Regions from separate parts of the Xenopus laevis genome. Here region 2 is linked to region 1. The links are chromatin contacts, called in public Hi-C maps. All regions are on one chromosome and are shown on one strand. Each heading gives the region's core, a stretch centred on a gene start, on an enhancer-like site or on the middle of the called end of the contact. The rest is flanking DNA. Distances are from core to core; before and after follow the strand shown. Region 1 overlaps myo3b.L (myosin-IIIb). Region 2 holds the start of gad1.1.L (glutamate decarboxylase 1).

Evidence for each region. Hi-C and Micro-C count contacts between places; a contact is called where the count stands out from the background.
Region 2: a contact with region 1 is called in a Hi-C map of the XL177 cell line, with 4 times the contacts expected there. The contact joins the promoter of gad1.1.L here to the enhancer-like site in region 1. A contact is called at or near these places in 3 of 4 Hi-C or Micro-C datasets (the XL177 cell line, the XTC cell line and animal cap).

Annotation. Positions count from the first base shown.
Region 1 is chr9_10L:75,517,425-75,524,118 of Xenopus_laevis_v10.1, reverse strand. It overlaps myo3b.L (myosin-IIIb), which reads right to left. Exons shown (of 34, transcript XM_041576285.1): 9 at 5,395-5,550. Among protein-coding and RNA genes, the nearest start is that of myo3b.L, 73 kb to the right of the region's middle. Within about 2 kb of position 2,503, at least 1 of the 7 cell types and tissues checked has an H3K27ac peak or open chromatin away from gene starts, as enhancers often do.
Region 2 is chr9_10L:75,635,356-75,642,049 of Xenopus_laevis_v10.1, reverse strand. gad1.1.L (glutamate decarboxylase 1) reads right to left here and starts at 2,704. Exons shown (of 17, transcript XM_018233979.2): 1 at 2,343-2,704; 2 at 1,015-1,165. The coding sequence starts at 1,084.

The sequences.
Region 1 (6,694 bases), core at 1,254-3,753:
TTAGAAACTTTTTCAGAGTAGTTAATGTGTACATCATTGCATTTCCTTTCACTCTGTTCGCAATGAAGTTACAAATTATAATGCCCATTATGGACATTTGATAATTATTTATATAGCAAGATACAGTCAAATCAGGTACATAAAGGTGTACATAAAGGTGACCATACACAGCCTGAGCTTGTAAGGTTTTCTGGCCCGTACCTTATTGATTACCGCACAAGGGTCCATACACAAGTTTTCTTTTTTATACAGGCTTTATTGGGGAGGGTGCCAATCCCTACCTAAGCCAAGTAGTGACCAGAAGCATTCAGAGAGGCCAGGGTGAACTAGTTCTTCTGTATAATATACAATATAGCCACATATTTTGTTCATTTTGTTCAGGACAACAGTCCTCACAACAGCAAAAGCAGGTGCTGGCTATGCAACATGCAATTTTCAAACTGGCCCAGTCTACAGACAGACCGATATACATAGTACATGAAAATCGGTTGGTATTGTCAGGCAAACGTACATGCACAAATAATCGTAGCATAGAGGTAACAAAAGTTGCTTTATACCAGTTTCTCTATGTCAGTAGACTTACAGTACTTCCATAGAAAGATAATACATCTCTGTTCTTGTAGCATTCTACTATTTGGCATGCTTGCTTCCCATCTTTTCTTTCTACTGTTCCTCTACAATAAATCAACAAGCATTACCTTTCTTTTCCCAACTATAATTTAACTAATAAGCTTAATACACAACAGCCATGAATAACCTAGGAGAATAACCTTGCAAATTATGTGTGACATGATTCCTATTTTAATACATAATGATAGTACAAGTCAACCCAAGTCCTATAATCTGTAGCTTGTACAAGTATATGGTCATGATACTTCTTTTATTACAGTATTCTTTAGTTTTTTTAATAAGGAACATCATTCCCTATAATAACAGCGCTACATACAGATGCAGTGGTATATTGTAACGGGTTCATAGAATCTTTTGTTTTTTGGAACAAATCTTATCAGCTCCTAAATATTTCCAGCATGTATGAACTTCTGAGACTGCACATTTGCATTAGCTAAATATTCTTAGACATGAATGTTAATCAACTTGGAATCTGGCAACAGCTGGTGGGAGACAGCAGGTCACCCAGAGAACTAACAGTATTTATCACAGCAGTGAAGTGATCTGGCACAGCACAGGTACTCCATTACATTAGGAATTTTACTTACATTTATGTTCTACTCCTACATACTCTTTCTTGGCCATGTTTTATCATTTACAAGTTATCTTTTGTTTAAACCTGTATGACCTTGTCTTCAACAGCTCCAGCCAAGTCTCTCCTAGTTGCAACCAGGATCATTGAGGTGAGCAACTTTAACCCACCATTTTCAGAAGTCCATAAACTTAGACATTACATTGCTAGAACTGCAATGTATTGCAGAATGAATAAACACCTGCAAAGAGTTGACCATGCTTTTGAATAGCTCATAGACAGGTACAAGCTACAGAGAACTGCCCAACCACTTCTGTCATGTCTGCTGCTAATCATGCCCTGATACTGAGCAACCAGTGGCCTATGCCATTAATGGAAAGTGAATCATTTGATGGATGTGTGTCTTTTTTCAACCATACTTACTATGTTACTATGTTATAGTGATCTCTGCATCTTATATACTTACAAGGAATTAAAAGGTAGCATTATTAAAGTCACAAAGTTTGCACCAGGTATAGCAACCCATAGCAACCAATCAGAAGAGGATGAAAGTGAGGAAAAGCTACTACCTGTTAGTTCCTTTTGATTACTAGACCTGGAAAAAACTTTGTGATTTTTATTAAATTATCATTTAAGCAGGGCTATATGTAGGTACTGGAAAGCATGTGCCAAGGGTAGCAACTTTGGGGTGGATGGCCAATTGTGTAGAAAAAATCTGTTCCCTTTTTTGTTTTAAAGGGCACCTGTTACTCTAAAATATCTCCCCCACCAAAGTAGTAGGCTAATAGAGACCACCCTTTGTTTGGGAGTAAAAATAGGTTGTTTTCTTTAAAAAACTGCCCTATGAGCACTAGGACGCCTGCATTGGGAGGGAGTGAATGCTGCAACTTTCTCAATATGTGAATGCACAAGACATCAGATGATCATTATGCGCATGAGCACTGCATAACATGTAGGGTTGCCCCCTTACCCCTTTAAAGCCGAACACATATAGAATACACAGCCTGCATGGCTAATTAGAAACTCATTTTTAAATGCATGCTGCAGACTGAACTGATTTATGAGCAGCCATGCATCTAAATGAATTGCTAATTAGCCATGCAGGTTGTGTATTCCATGTGTGTTGGGTTTTAAAGGGGTGAGGTGGCAACCCTAACAACAAGGTGTCCTAGCTGTGGCGGGCCAATTGTGTTTAAAATAAACTGTTACCCCCACCCAGAGAGTAGGCTCTATTAGCCCACATCTCTGGTGTGGGAACATATTTTAGAGTAACACATGCCCTTTAAGGCTCCAGCCCAGTGCCCTACACTTATTGCAACATTGGGTTGGAGCTGAGCAAGATCTATGTAATCTTCATATGGACTATATTATGCATGTATCATTTGGGCAGGAGAAGAGGGACATGAGAGGAAGTGCACAGGGTAGTGCCAGGTATTATACCAGCGTTGTCCCTAAGGCAGTGATCCTCTAACCAGTGGCTCGTGAGCAACATGTTGCTCCTCAACCCCTTGGATGTTGCTACCAGTGGCCTCAAAGCAATTGCTTATTTTTCAATTCCAGGTTTGAAGGCTAGTTTTGGTTGCATAAGAAATAGGTTAACTGCCAAACAGAGCCTCCTGTAGTCTGCCAGTCCACATAGGGGCTACTAAATTCACAATCACAGCCCTTAATTCATTCAACACAGGACCATTTCTTATGCTTGCGTTGCTCCCCAACTCAATATGGCTCATGGCTAAAAAAAGTTGGGGACCCCTGCCCTAAGGCATTAAAGAATTCACTTTGCCAAGTCAGGGAACTAGTGAAACATAACAGCCAATCAGTGTTGCAGATCCCCTGTTTGAATAACAAAGACTAATTTCGTTATTATTGGTTACTAGGGTATACTAGACCTGGTAAAATCATCGCAACTTGTTTTATATTGATGTACTAAAAGTTTTTCACAACTAGACATAGAGAGATATCCATATTTTATATTACTAGTGGATATTTATTTTTTCTGGATTTTGGGGACGGCAGGGAGCTCTACAACAGTTTCATCACATTCTCAAATCCATGCAATCCAATTGTATAGCAGGAAAAGAACATATTTAAATAGGCTGCATTTTTTTCCATTTCAAGTCTTTTGCTGCTGGTGGCCTTTCTCCTCTACTTCCTAAATAGCCCAGTGCATATCTGCTTCACTGCTTATGATAATGAGGCCAGTTAACAGCCATTGGGCAGCACATATACTAGAAAAAACACGCTCTAGATTATTTGGCGTCTCAGTTCTGGGTGTTTGTCTGAGGGGAGATGGAATGCCCAGATGCAGATGTAATCACTGATATTCACTGAGATAATGTCACTAACATATTAAAATAAGTCAAGCCTTTCTTGCAGTATGAGTGTGCTGGAATTTCAATTTGTTCAGTCAACCAGATGAGCTTGTTAAATATGAAGAACCTTAAATCCTGAACCTCTTGTTTAGTCCTCATTGTATATACTTTCCACACAAATGTTGGTCAGTACGGGGTAATCTACTACCAGCTGGACAGAGTACAGAGTTATGTCAATACAAATGGCATGGTGTGGTTTACTGAAATAGAAATACATCAACATACTGTTCTGGTTTTTTATTAGTACGTTTAATATTAGTTTACTATAAGTGGAATAAAAAAAGCAAATCTATGGCCTTTTCATTAAACAGGGAATACAGAAGATATATTCATACATGTTTCTTGTGGTTTCGAGTTTTGCTATGCAAGTGTGGCTTGAGCTAGAGCTGAACAGCGATGCATATTAATTTCTCTTTAGCAGTGAAGTCCTGCCACCCTCTGGGCAAAGACAGAAAAGCAGCCAGTTTCCTTCTTTTTTTTAAATGATGGGGCTAGCTGAAGATAGGAGGCAGGGAATATAAATGCAATTTGTGAGCAGTTCACCATAATAAAGGAAAATAAAGATTACAAAGTGGGCACAGTATGATGCTTCCAGTATCTGTTGGTAAATAGATGAAATGCTATAATTATTTTTCATTTATGAGCTGCTAGTATAGTATATTGTGCTATAAAACATACCAGAGCTGTCTTTGGGGAGTACAAATAAGAGCAGTTAGATTGGATCTGCATATATAGGGGCCCAGAGAACAGCAGTTGTTGGTAGGATAGCAGGAATATTAGAGCAAGGTTAAGCAAGTTATTAACAGTAACACATTTGGGGTAATGTAACAACATACACAAAGTTAACACCAGGTCCAGCAATTCATAACAACCACTCACACATTTGTTTTCTAACAAACCCTGTTAAATTGGACCTGCCGCCAACCTGAATTGGGTACTTGGGCCCTCATCTCTGGCAGTTATTCTGCACGCCATCAATGCAGGTGGAATATTCTAAAGGCACATTTATTGGTCACCAGGCACCACCCTGGTGCCTGGTGTTATGCAAAGTTTTGGTCATTAGAAGAGGAGGTTTAACTTTTGTTGAGGAAACTAATTATAGATATACTTATAGACAGTATCACAGTGTATTCTATACTGAACAGATTCTGATTTAGCAAACTCTCTCTCTTAGTGGCCATAATTGATTTGCTCAGGTGGGTTTGGCAATTACAATCTTGCTGCCCAACCACTTTGGCCTGTATAGGATCATGATGGGCACTTTAGCCAGACTGTACTGCAATCCTATTAGATCACAGTCAGTTCATAAATTAGTTTATGTATGGCCATCTTAAGACTATACAGACAAACCACTTAACAATTTAGTTAAACTTGAAGGTCAACTGCAATGTATATTTGTGCCTTGTCTTGCTACAAGGGAATTTGGGACCTTGATGCACTAATGCTAAGAGAAGGGAAGCACAACATCTGTAAGGGTCCAGTCTCCCCATAGAAGGGAGAGGGTGGCAGAACTATCTAAGTGTCTTCATAGTATGGATATCAGAAACAAGCATGAGATGAATACTTCTCCTCTGGCTTTACCTTGCCTTCTGTAGCTGCAAGTGGATGGTCAGGATTATGACCTCTAGAACCTTTTGGTACAATTTCCCATATATAATGCCTGGACTTCCACTCTTGCCCTAATAATTGCTTTTCTCACTGCTCGGTAAATAAAGATATTTTTTATTCTTTTGTCCCTGTTTGATAAACTTGGAACAAAGCATGCAACATCTGTCAGCCTTAGTCATATCTGTTTATAATGAAAAAGGACAATGCAATTACCTTGTTTTTGCTATAGATCCCGATTGCTGTTGTACCTGGATGAGTTTGGCCAGCTGTCTTTGTAATGCCATATCTTTGCCTTGCGCTTGTTTGATGAATGGATGCTCTAGAAGATGAATGACTGATGGCCTCTTTTCAAAATCTTTAATAAGACACCTATAAGGACATAATAGGAAAATTATATGGGCAGATGTTCTTTTGTATCTTCATTATCATGACAAGCTCACCTGCAAATCCACATTACTCTTCAATGCAGCATTATGGCCAATTAATGCAATTAGAACAGAAAAATCTCAATTACACACAATGTGCAGCAATGATTCCAGATTATATAGAAAAACAAAATCTATTAGAGCCACAGAATATTTTGAAATAATGAATATTTTTAAATATGAGTGCATTTGTCATTTGTTTAAATAAGGGTGTGGCTGCACGTGCAACATGCACCTTCACTCATGTATTTTTTTTTGGCAATTATATACAATATTTGTTTTACAAAAAATGAAGAGGATGGGCTAAATAATCTGCAGCAGCACCAATAATTCCCTATAACAAATTTATTTTGTGTACTTGTGTATTAACCACTTACCATGTACTTAGGCATGTTTTTTTTTTGAGCCTGCAAAATCTCACAGTTGGAGGGCATGTATAAGAACACCCATACATTGCCTGCGTGATGCCCATAATGGCACAGGTGCATTTGCAAACAGCTGGTATATAAGGATGGGCGAATTTGACCCGTTTTGTTTCGCTAAAAATTCACTGCCAGCGAAGTGTCGCTGACGGCCATTAAAGTCTATGGGCGTCAAAAATATGTTGTAGCGCGGCGAAATTTTTTTGACAATCGTCTTTTTTTCTTTGTCGTACAACGCCATACAAGTCTATGGGCATCATTTTTGCGGCAAAAAAATTTGCCCATCACTACTGGTATATCTTGCTCCTGTTTTCTAGCATGACTTGCACCTAACAGAAAGTGCTGGCACATAAATACTAGAGTTCTGTAAAAAAGCAGCATTGTAGGAAGAAAACTCTGCAAATTATTCTAATGCTTTGCACCTTGACCCTGTTCATAATTGGGGCCCAATATAGCTTAAATACAATATGCTTTATCCAAAAATACATAAACACAAGCAAAATATGTCATTGCTGGGCAGAACTGAAGGTAAACATAACAAACAATTTGTACCATTTTCACACAAGACATATCCCCCATATGTAATACAAGCCACTGGGGGGCATTTATACATTTTGCACAGTGTATATTTATTTGCAAATGCTTGTATTGCTCATGTTTTTTTAT
Region 2 (6,694 bases), core at 1,455-3,954, 120 kb before region 1:
GGGCAAGGGGGGTCTCTCCCACCACTGGATAGGGCTGAGACGGCAGTCACATGCGAGGGGTGTATTGGGGCTCAGGGCTAAATGAATGACCCCGGAAAAAAAGAGAATTATTTCAGTTACGTGAATTCAGGCATTCCTCATCCCATAACCAGCGGGGACAGGCAGAGAGCATTCTGGGTATCTGATTAAACCCCCAGCCGATTGCTCTCCCTCACCAAGACCGTACACCAGGACATTTTATTAACCCTTTCCTAGCTCACATGATTAGATTGGCATTCGCCAGCACAACACAAAGTTTTATAAGAAGACCAATAAACAAGTCACAACGTAAAATCTCTGCAGGTCCCATCGACTAAAGGCTAAAGGTTTTTATTGGCTAATGAAGTCTATTCAGATTAATACCATCTATTAAGAACACAGTGCAATGTCCAGAGAGCTCAAGGCAAATGCCTTTATTGTTTCTTTCTCTGATTTGTGAGTTTGATTCCCCCCCTCCATTCTATTTCGTTCCAGAATGATCACAATAATGACTCTCTGTTCATGCATCAGAGCCCCTGCATCCTCCTCAGACTCACAGCCACACTCCCTTCCCTCTCTTTGTCTATGGTGATCACCTCACCCACCTTCCCCCTTTTCAACAGAGTAGCCTAAATTGGTCAGGCAGAGCTGGGGGTAAATTTAACCCCCCAGCCTGCTCCTATTGCCAAGTACAATGCCATCCACTTACATGTAATTTAGTCCCCAGTAGCTGTAATTACTAACAAAATGCTGGGTGATTATAGATTGTACAGAAAGAACATAAAACCAGCAAATTGCACAGATTGTGATTCAAATCACCAGCAAAATCCTGACAGATTTTCTTTTTTTATGCTACATTTTACTTTTGTGACTTAAATAAATCACCCTCCAAACATACAGCTTCCCACACGGGAAAGGGGACATTCAGTTTTATTTTATTGCATTTCCCCTTGTTCTGCTAAATGGAAGGATGAATACAAAATAATGGTTTCCTACTTGTGGGTCGCAGATTGATGGGGTTGGTGTCTTGGTTGGTGTCGGACGATGAAGGGGAAGACGATGCCATCTCTCCAGAGACAATCCTTTTGGACTGATGATTTTGCCTAATGTTCACAATCCTCTTTGAAGACTGGATAGCGAGATCCACCTCAAACATAGAAGGGAAGTCATTGTTAAGACCAAGAAAGCACAGACTCAATAGATCCAACTTAAATGAAGATGCCAATGGCAAGTCAGTGTCCTGGTGGCAATGACCTAGATCCTAATTCTGCTGCGAGCACTTGGCTAACAAAGGGAGAACTTCTTAGGCCATCTCTGGCATTGAGGGCTCCAAGGAGGCAAAAGTCGTTTGAAGTGACATTATTTCCAGGCTTTTGCCTAAGCGATTTGTCCTGTGTAGAACAGACTGGCTCAGTGGAGCATGCGATCTCCAGTAATTATATCAATGGGCACTGAGCTCTCTCATAATGACTTGTGTCGGGGGGAATTGCACAGGGACAGGGGAGGATTAGCACACCAAATTATTTCAACACAAAGAATACAGAGAGATCTAGAAATACTGGCTTGATAAATATGCCTTTTGTGTCTCTGATTCCCCCTAAAATTATACCTGTTTGTGTGTTGGGCTGCACTGAAGGTAGGTAATGCATTTAATATAGATATTAAAGTTATTTGTATCATAAAGCAGAAAACTGTTAAAAGCTTTTAAATGTACATTTAAAGATACCAAATACAGTAAGAATCTATCTATTTATTAATCTAACGTCCACCCTATCTCTCTCTCTATATATAATACAAAGACATTGATGTCTGAAATTTGTACAAACATGTCTCTGGTGCTCTAAAATAAATGAGAACCCTCACTGATTCATTAGTATTGTGTGCTTTTGCACAATTTACCAAATGTCGGTGTGTTGATCAGGTTGGTGTCACCCTCCACAGGTTTTATGTTTCTTCCAATGAAATCAAATATTCATTAGAAATGAATTGATCAAATGAAAGGATGTGTGGTTTATGGGCATCGCTGAGAGCAAGGTGAGCCCTGTATCCTCCTTGAACGAGATGCCAGAGCTGTGAGCATAGGATGGTGTAACAGGTTATATTATCACTTATGCAAGAATTCCTATCTTATCCTCTATCTATCTATCTATCTATCTATCTATCTATCTATCTATCTATCTATCTATCTATCTATCTAACTATCTATCTATCTATCTATCTATCTATCATCTATCTGTCTGACTGTTTGTGACTATCTGTCTATCATATAATTTATCGGTCTGCCTGTCAATCTATATGAGCAAATAATGAAATGAGCAGCTTACCTACTACTGTACCTGGAGGGACCCAAATCCAGAACACTTTAGTCCAACTGGCTGAAGTGTGGACCTAGCAGCCAGATAAACTCCTCTTTATACAAACTCCAGAAAAGAAAGACGTTTGAATGTCAATGGGGGCGCAGGAAGGAATTAAGGATGCCCCTGTCTCCTCCACAAGTGCTTGGATGTGCTATTTTAAAGACAGGCAGGAGAGGCAGTTTGTGTGTGTGCGCAGGCATGAGTCACTGGCGCCTCCTTTAGTCCACACAGTGTGTAGGGAGCACATCACTTGCTGAGCAGCTCGTGTGTCCAGCCACAGGCTAACGTGACTGACTTTCCCCTGTTCCTTTATGCCTGCAGGTTGGAGAGCAGTACGTAGGGAATACTGGGGCTGTACATTATACACCCATCACACTCTTTTCCCATGGAAAAGCCCTCATCTATTATCCCACCCCCATGTTCCAATAGACAGATCCAGATGGGGGGAGAGAGATACAGTTGTTATTCCCCTGAGTCCTGCTAAAGGGGTTAATCAACACTTAAGTTATAAGACGGGGTGAAACAATAGTATTGTGATTGCATAACATTGATTCATTATCCTCCTTGGCTGCTTAAAATCCCCCCTGAACTTCCCCCTTGTCTCAGACACATTTTTGTTTTATTTTAGCACTTTCATTGCATTATTGTCTTCATCGTTTCTTAAAGTTTGACTGCCTATAGTTTGACCCATTTATTTTTTTCTTATTTAATCAGATTTCTTGCTTTAGCAACTGGAAAAGGCGTGCCCAACTTATACTGTTTAATACAGTCTCCAAATATTCAGGCTGTCCTTTTAATGTCATTAAATCCTACATACATTTCATCGGGATGATGGATGTTGTTTGTTTTGTCACCCAGTGGACACTAGAGGGCATCACCGTTCTAGCAAATAAATCCATATCATGAACAATGAGCCTTTTGCAATAAATCGTTCTTAACAATGTATAGGTTCTATAAAGAGAATGTCTATATATATATATATATATATATATATATATATATATATATATATATATATATATATATATAGTCATTTTCCAAATTAATCTGCAAGTTTGAAAAAAAAAAAGAAAAACCCATGATTAGCTTTAAAGTTGGCAAAGACTTAGGGGCTGATACCATCAATTGCTAGTGGTATATAAACAATAAACCAAACACACAGCGTTTATCTTAAATCCTAGGATATTATCAACTATCTGAATTTTTTCTTCAATAAGTAAAACTAAGATGTCAATTATGAGGGATGTAAGAGAAAGTGACCCAATGCAGAGCAATTTCCAAGCTTCTGTCTTTTCAGCACCATGGACAGTGATGGGCTTAGCCTGCCTGAGCGCGTAACACTGCTGCCTGGGAGGTACTAAAAGTGAAAAAAATACATCGAAAACATAGCATCTAATAATACACATGCAAGAATTGTATAATGCAGAACAGATTTTTTGTTTCTATAATTTTTGTCCTGTTTTGAGCCAGGACAGCATAGGAATGTTTCATCAACCACCCACCCAACCTTCTCCACTTCAGCCCGTCCCTCTCTGTTTCCTCTTTTCCTTATTGCTTCCTACTCTTTCTATGTCTTCTCATGTTCCCTTCTGAATCACTTTCTCCTTTTTTAACCCTTCTTGTCCCATCACTCCCGCCTAGTTATTTAGACAATTCCTTATTTGTTATAACTTTTCCTCATTCTTTTCACTGTTGCTAGTAATCCTTATCCCTCTGTCATACTCTTCTCCCTACTATCTTCTCCAGACCACTTCTCTACTTCTTTCTCTCCAGTTTTCCTTATTACATTCTTTATTCTTATGTGTCGCTCCAATTCTGCCCACTCTTCAAACATCACCTCTCCCTTACTTTCTCCAGCCCCACTTCTCTATTCCTTCTTTTTCTCTCTCTCCATTCACTTTTTCTTATCTCCCTTCTTTTCCTGTCCCATTTTGCTATTATTTCAAATTTTTGCTCCACTTTATATTTACTCATTTCTTCTGCCTGCTTGATCTAAGGACTCCTGACACTCTCTGCTCCCATCTTCACTCTTCCTACTTCTGCTTCCCCGGTTAGCCTTGCTCATTTGTTTCTTAGGTTAGCATTTTGATGCTTTGGTGGTTTCACAGTATGCTTTGTGTGTTTACACATATCTACCCATGTAGTTAAGTGTTATACACAATCCCACTGAGCTGTTTCATGGCAGGAGGTCTAAATAAGTCTGGCACTCCCACGTCCTCTTCTAAGCTTGTTCTTGAACCTTCAAAAGTTCTATCCATTTTCATCCTACCTCATGCTGATGGTTAATATCAAATAGCTAAAGTGCATTAGTGGAGAAGGGTCTTTGCATTGGAACACATAGGAAGCTTGGACCTGTAGCTGTTGCTTTCCGTCTTGTGTCCTACTCATATACACATTTCACTTTGACTTTGTTTTAAGCCACTTTCCATGTAATTAAAAAACTATTCTCTCAGTTATCTCCTAGAGATCATGTCACACATTCTAAGCTTTTCTATACAAATCTATTTAGAAATGAGGCTCTGTGAGGAGGGCTGGAAATAATAAGCATGAGGAGCCAATAATAATCATGCAGGCTACTGACGTGGCTTTCAATGAGAAGGCTGCATCGATCAAATGGGGGATATGATCTCTCACAGATGTTATCAATGCATGTCAAGTTATATTGTCCAGCTGATTCATTCTTCATGTGCTTGTTTTAGACATTTTGATGAATCAGTCTCATAATAACACAACATTTAGTGATACTATCTCACATATCACAATAACATGTTTCATAAATATGCTCCAAAATGCTGTGCCAAAAGATAGAAAAAGATAGAGGTTTTTAAAACCCAATGCATCATGGACTGTCTAAACAAAAATTTGGCTTTAGTAGGTAATGGCTTGGCTCAGGAGTAAAACTAAGGTAGGTCTAAACAAGTTATAGGTTAGTCTGGATGTCACATTCCGCTCATATTCCTGTTATTCAGCATCATTTCCACCATAGCTAGAGTTATAGAAGAGGAGGCAATGTAGGAAAACAGGGGTAGCGATTTAATGAATCAGGCTTTCCATTCTGCTGCACCTTTAGCTGTATCTGTGCATAGCTAATATATTAATATTACAGTAAATTTTATATATTTCTTCCCTAAAACTGACTCTTTATATACCCTAATGCTCTAAAATAGGAACCCCAAGCTTAACTACAGATGCACTGGAAACATGCTTTCAAGCCCAGCTAGGCTCAAAAATGTAAGCAAACGCTCTATGCTATTGGGCTAAACTTGCTCATAATTTAATGTGCCATTGGATTTTGTTTATTATTTGTTTCTGGCCCGTGTGCAGCTTTGGGTCCCACATGAAGCACCTATCACTGAGTTGAGTATTCTGTTTCATTTTACCCTTGATAGCATTATGGCGCATACTGGAAGTTGTAGTCTAGAAACATTTGCGCAGAGCAACACTGCTATGGAAGGTGTTTGTTCCCTTTAAACATATTCTAGTAGTTCTCTATATTGCTTTGCATTCAGTTCTCTCTAGTTGTATGTGTTTTCTTGTGAGGTGACTGGCATCTTGAAGGAAATTAAAGCTGTTACAATTATTTAATAAGTGCATTGGAACACTAGGTTCCCCCTTTATCAGTACCAGGGTTTAAATGCTGTGATACTACACTGGAGAGAGCACCGGAGGCAAAAAACACATCCTCCTCTGTGTCAGCAGGAACAGATAACCTCTGTAATGGCTAGTGCTGTTCCAGGAATGTGTATCATCACTTAATTACTATTCCTTTCCTTTCAATGTATGCATTCTGTAGATAAGCATTATTTTTTCATCCTATATGAAGGCTATTCGGGCAACTGATTTAATTAGGTATGGCACAGAAAGAAGGTATATACTATCATCAGAGACATGATGTATTTTTCTGTGTTATACAGTATGTGATGTCATTGTTTGATTGTGTCATCTCATGTGATTTCAAAAATCCTTCAAGGTATAGGAAGAATACTAAATGACATATTGCCTATCCAGTTTTTATGGTTTGTTGCTTTGCATATGACAAGTCCATCTCCTACGCCATCCTAGCCAGATTTCTGTTTTTATTCCCTCCCTTCACTTATACTTCCTAGCTCCCTTTCTTCTCCCCTCCAAATTTGGAATTTGGTTCTGCCATAATAGATCTCTGCACCTTTTTTCTAATCAACCTGGGTAGCTGTACTATCTCCCTTCTATTTCAATCTATTCCAGTCTACTGTGCCACAGCTGGCCTTCCTATATATTTATTTTTTTTCCCTGGGATCAGCCATCCCTAGCCAGGCAACCCTAGCCACAGCCCTAACAAG